Linked DNA regions of Arachis hypogaea: region 1 is linked to region 2. The links are chromatin contacts, called in public Hi-C maps. All regions are on one chromosome and are shown on one strand. The core of a region is the stretch at or near the end of the contact, and the rest is flanking DNA. Distances in the headings are between cores, read along the strand shown.

The links. A called contact is a pair of places that touch in the nucleus more often than the background predicts.
Region 1: a contact with region 2 is called in a Hi-C map of leaf, with 3 times the contacts expected there. The contact joins the promoter of LOC112786721 here to the enhancer-like site in region 2. A contact is called at or near these places in 2 of 8 Hi-C or Micro-C datasets (both in leaf).

The regions. Positions count from the first base shown.
Region 1 is chr20:73,430,853-73,433,788 of arahy.Tifrunner.gnm2.J5K5, forward strand. It overlaps LOC112786721 (polyadenylate-binding protein RBP47), which reads right to left and starts at 1,686. Exons shown (of 6, transcript XM_025830093.3): 1 at 649-1,686. The coding sequence starts at 1,077.
Region 2 is chr20:73,103,727-73,106,746 of arahy.Tifrunner.gnm2.J5K5, forward strand. No RefSeq gene overlaps it. Among protein-coding and RNA genes, the nearest start is that of LOC140182673, 2.9 kb to the right of the region's middle. Within about 2 kb of position 1,270, at least 1 of the 3 cell types and tissues checked has open chromatin away from gene starts, as enhancers often do.

The sequences.
Region 1 (2,936 bases), core at 436-2,935, 330 kb after region 2:
CTTCAGATTAGGGGACCACTTGGACCACCCCATGGCAACTCCTAGACATCTTACAGTAACAAACACCAAAGACTAAAACGGAAGTATGTCTTAAATTATCACCTATCTATCATCAGCCTAGTCCAGCAATCACAGACAACGAGACAAAAAATTTATCAAGGGACACACAATACATAAACGTGAAGTCTAGATTAGATGCCAGCTCAATTAACTCACTTGTCACTAGTTATAGCAAAGAAAGCCAATCTGTAATCTGCTGTTTGCACAAAAATGTACGGTTCATCAAACACATGTTGACAGTTAAATCTGAAGTCAGAATCAAATGTGAAAAATTACTTCTGTACATACACACCACTTCACGTTATAAATCAAGTTCATTTATACCAAAACAGAATATCTCAAACGCGGAGGGATTACATTACATAGTGTGAAACAGCAAAATTCAGTAAGAAAGAGAATTATTTTTACTATAATTGCCTGCATCTAACAAAACACACGAGATAATAATATTAATTATGCCAAAACGAGAATCTCATTGAATCAATCAAAATCCAAAACCGAGCAACAAATCTAAGACCGAAAGAAAGATATTCAATTTCACTTCAACAAGCTTAAATTAAATCCAGAGAGAGAGAGAGAGAATTATACCTCGCCGGTGTGAGCAAAGCAATTGACGAGGTAGTTCTCGTCCATCCAATGGTGAAGGTCGCCGAGCCAGATCGTCCTGATCTCTTCGCCGTTGGAGCCAGATTGCTGCTTCTGCTGGCCATGGTGGTTGTTGTGGTGCTGCTGTGGCGGTTGAGACGACGGGGGCGGAGTCTGCTGCTGCTTGAAATGATGCTGGTGGTGGTGGTGAGCGGTCGGCGGCGGCGGCGGAGGCTGATAATGGTGAGGATGAACATACGGCATGTAATGCTGCGGGTACATCATCATCTGCTGCTGCATCATGGCCATGGCGGTTGCTGGATACTGCATGGCCATCCATTGCTGCTGATACTGATGCGGCTGCGCCCACTGCTGCTGACTCTGCTGCTGTCCATTCTGATTCAGATCCCCACCGTTCGTTGCTTGAGCCATTCAAATCAAACAGCTATAAACAATAAGTTTATATCTATCTATCTATCTATATATGTGTATATGGTTTGATTAGTGTTTCTCTGTCTCTCTCTCTCTCTGATTTTCTTGAATAGAAGATGTTAGAGAGAGAGAAAGAGAGAGGACTTTGGTCCAACCAGGGTGTAAAGACCAAAAACGAAGAAGAGGAGGGTTACGGTGGTAGTAGGGTTGGGTTTTAAAGCAAGTAAATAACAACACGCGCACTTTCTTTGGGTTGGGTTTGGATCTGGAGGGAGAGAGAAAAGGAAAGGAAGGGGGGGGCTTACGAGCGTTAACCTCGGTTATAACGTCCGTCTAAGCCGTCCGTGAAGATTGACAATTGTCTTGTGATGTGTGTGGGGTCCAGTAGAAAATAATCGACGGCTCTCGTTAAGTGGCTGCTATTTCTTTCTCTTCCTTCTCTTCTCCCACTTGCTGCTCTCCAAGTTCCTCAGTTGCTGCGCACGTCAGTAGCTCGTAAGATGGATACGCTGGCAGTGGCACACATGAATGACCGTTACCTTTGTTTTAGGGTTATCACTTATCTATGATCTATGATCTATCTACCAGGATGAATCTTATTTTATTCTTGGATATTATTGGGTTGGGGGTGTTGATAAGAATACACGGGTGAAATCATATAATGATTTTTTATTGTTATTTTTTAAATAATATCTACCACGGTAAAAAATCTGTTTCCTTTCTCTTATCTTCTTTAATCTTTATTTTAACAAATCAATCCTAAATTTACTGAATTTTATTGTAATATTTCTATTTCTGCGGATGATATTTATTTTTATTTTAAGATTTTTTTAAAGTTTAAAGAAAAAAGGAATTTTTTATTTAAATTAAATAAATATAGAAATTACGAAAATACATAAAATATAAAGTAATTACCTAAATACATAACGTATTACATTTCGGATATGAGGAAGGAATTAGAGAATAAGCATATATCGTGTACCTAGATCCCGGTAACGTAACGACGACTGACGTATCCAGGGTGCATTCAGAATACGTGTTAAGCAGGAAAACGAAAACTGAGCATTCGAGATACGTGTAAATGCTAAACAAGATCTTAGTATTCGAGATACACTCAAAAGCTTAATACGGGTCTCAGCACTCAAAATATGCTTCGAGACATATATGAAGCCACAATAGTCGAGATTTTCGTTCATTTGAATAATTTTTAAGAATTTTGTAACTTTATAACAGCTTAAGTTCGAGGTCCTAAAGTACATATGGCTCTCTGACAATATGTTTGCGACGGAGACATCAACAGACTAAATGCAACTTGGCAATTGGCATATAGCTAGATCTTTGGATTTTAAAATTAATTTTTTCCTATTTTATTTTCAATAAATAATTAAGTTAGGTGTTTAGGCTTTATTAATTTAGTTAATGTGTTAGATATTTTGATTTTGTTAGTTAGAAGTTCTATATTAATTTAGGTAAATCGGGGGCAAACGCCTACGAAAAGATCGTTTGGATTTAAGAAAGAGTCGCTTAGATTTATCCATGATTTGTTTATTCCTATCCCGAGAATTCTATTTCTTAACAAAAGGATTTTTTTATGTATACTTATACAAATTTTATCTATATATATATATATATATATATATATATATATATATATATATATATATATATATATATATATATATATTGAACTATTCTAATAGAATACAATATAAAAAAGAGATATTAAATAGAGAGATTTTGGGGATCTAAAATTGAAAATTCGATTTTTGTTAGTTGTATATTAACACAAATAGAATGCCAATTTTGAGAATATTAATTCTAGTTTCTAATTAAAAGGTATATTATGTTATAATATTTTT
Region 2 (3,020 bases), core at 20-2,519:
AAGTCTCCAGTGGCAATGTCTTCTTGGAATGAAGTGTTGATGGAGAAGAAGAAAGGGGAGATGGAAACTCTGGGTCTCAACAAGGATGAGGCAGGTTTCAGGTGGGTTCTCCTTGAACGATGCCCTTTTTATATTGTCAGGATGGCACTTAACAATATACGTCAGCACTATTAAGATGGCAGTTTACTCGGAGACCAATGGAGACTTACGTTTTTCAATTTAAAGGACGTAGTTGGACATTTACAAAAGTCAAGAATTTAATTGATGCGTGATTTGAATATCGGAGACCAAATTGAACATTTACTCGAAAAATAAAACATGTTTAATTGTTAGGATAGAAACACGAAAGAAGAAAAAATTGTAGACACAAACTTAATGAAGTATTTTGGATCAGATCTTTATTCTTCCTTCATAATTCTGAATGGAAAAGTATGAAGAGCCAATGTAATTGGTATACAATGTGTACAATGGTAGTGAACACAAAAATAAATAACACTTTTAAAATTAGAGTAAACGTGGGTAATTTTCATTTTTAACTCAAATTGGACTAAATAAATAGCCCATTGTACACATTGTACAGATATCTCATTAGCTCCTTAGCAAAATTCTAAATGAATTTACTTTTCTTCTACTTGTCCTTGTCCTTTCTCTTCACTACCTCCTCCTTCGTTTTTGTTCTTTGTTACTTTACCTCTTTTACCTTTTCATCATTTTATACTTTCTCTATATTTTGATTTTCTCCTCTTTCGTCTGTTTTTTTTTCCTTTTCTTCCGCGGTTATTCTTTCTCTCTTCTGTCTCTCTTTCTTTTCTCTTACATATGAAGGGAACATTGAAAATAAAAGTGATTAGATTAAAAATGCTAGCCTAATAATACAAGAAAGAAACTATAGGTTAGAAGAAATTTTTATATTTTAATTAGAATTGACAATTTTGGTATTTTATACATATTTATGTGACTTGCCCATTCTAATAAGGATAGACAACGATCCTTTTTTAATTCTATCCACTATAATGAAATATAATACAAATTATTTTTATTGTCTTTCTTTGTCTCTAATATCTTGGAAGTTGAAGCACATAGTAAATTTTTATCTAGCTACTTTTGTTCGGTCTTTATAATATAACAAATCCGCACTATACCATATGAATTTTTTTTTTTTTGTTCACTACAGCTAAAGTCAAATTCAAATTCGAATGTGGTTGTTCGATAGGCATATGATATGTTATTATTTTTTTTTGTCATTTATTACTCGGTCATTGCCGGGGATCGATCCCGGATGAAGAATATTAAAAAACATTATATTTTGTCATTCAACTAAAGGCTCAAAGACATGTAATATGCCACTTTTTTTATGTCAGAATATAATATAAGGAAGGTGTTCACGTGTGCCCATGTATTTTTGCAGAACAGCAGTGTTTCCATTGGTATGTCCGCAAAGATATAATGTAAAATATTAGAAGGGCAGGGATTGATGGGACACTTTCTTGTGTGGAAATCCCATCAATAGAGTGTTGGGTGGGATAGCAAATGGTGTGGAAGTTATGCTGTGCATGTTGAGAGTAATTGTCGGTTTTGTCCAATTTTAAAGAAGCCTACGTATGTGGAGCCAGAATTTGCTGCAGAAGTGCAATAGCACTTTAGCCGAGCCGAAATGGTTGTGGGCTGCAGGAAGATATGTGTGGCCCATTTAAGGTTTGAGTGCGAAGGATTGGACTATCATTCAATGGGTATCACTAATGGACTAAAGACATCTAATGAGTTGGGTTTTACCGGTGGAAATCCGTTAAATTTTTTCATCCGGTCGGAAGTGGTGTTTACTATCTGTTGGTTTGGAAGGAAGGTAAGGATTCCCAAAAAAATACAAAAGTTAGGCAGAAGGTAAGAATGAGAATGGTTGAACACTTACAGGCGTAAAATTGGTGAATAAATTTAACGATTATTAGTTGATAGTACGGAACAAATTTTTTGTTTAAATTATGTAAGTAATTGAGTAAAAGATTTCAATAAAAAACTAATTTGAAAAATATCTGAGAAAAAAAATTTCATTGTGAATATTGTTCGTTGTGTAAGCTAAGGCCCTAAAATAGAAATTTAGTCGATTTAGTGTAGTTTATCGATAACGTGTTCTAGTTATGTATTGTGCTAACAACGTAGTGTGTGTTTAGATTAAAATTTGTATTAAATTTTTTTTTTTTGTGAAATTGATTTTAGTTATAAGTACATTGGTATTAATGTGATTTATGATTAATAACTTTATATTAGGATAAATCATAATAAAATAAATGTCGTTTAGTTGATAATTTTCAAAATCTGTTTTAAGTGAAAATTGAGTCGGAGGACATGAAATTTAATAAATATTTTACGTTAATTGATTAGTTCAAGATGAATATTTAAGTAATTTTTATAAATGTATAAATTAAGAATAATATATATGAAATCATAAAATATAGTTTATACGAAAAACAAAAAAAATATGAAAAATATAGCAAAGCATAGTTTAATAAATTATGTTAATCAAAAATTTTTTAGTACTCTCGAAAGTCTTGTATTTGATACTATTATAAACTAAAAATTATAATTATTTATAATTTTATCTTCAGTTATTATTTAATTTTTATTTACTTTGTTTTTTGTAAGGAGATTAATAAATTTATATTATCAAAAAATGACAATAATAAACTAGTATACAAGAGTTACGCTAATAAACTTTACCAGAACCATAGCAAAAATAATTTTTTTTTTTTATGTAAAACAAGGAATAAAAATTTGAAGAAGATATTATTAATGAATGTTATTGCAAGTTCATTTATCAAATTTAATTTTCTGTCCGTTAGTTTCAAGCTAAGGTCGCTGAGAATGTGCTAAAAGGTTGTTAATGTTGCACTGATTGAGTTACTTGTTGACATGCAGGGGAAAAAAATCGACCTATCTTAAATGTTTGTTATCTTTATAACAGTTTGAAGGAGAAAGAAAAAATCGATTTGAGTGAAGGTTTTTGAGAATCTTACTGTTGCAAT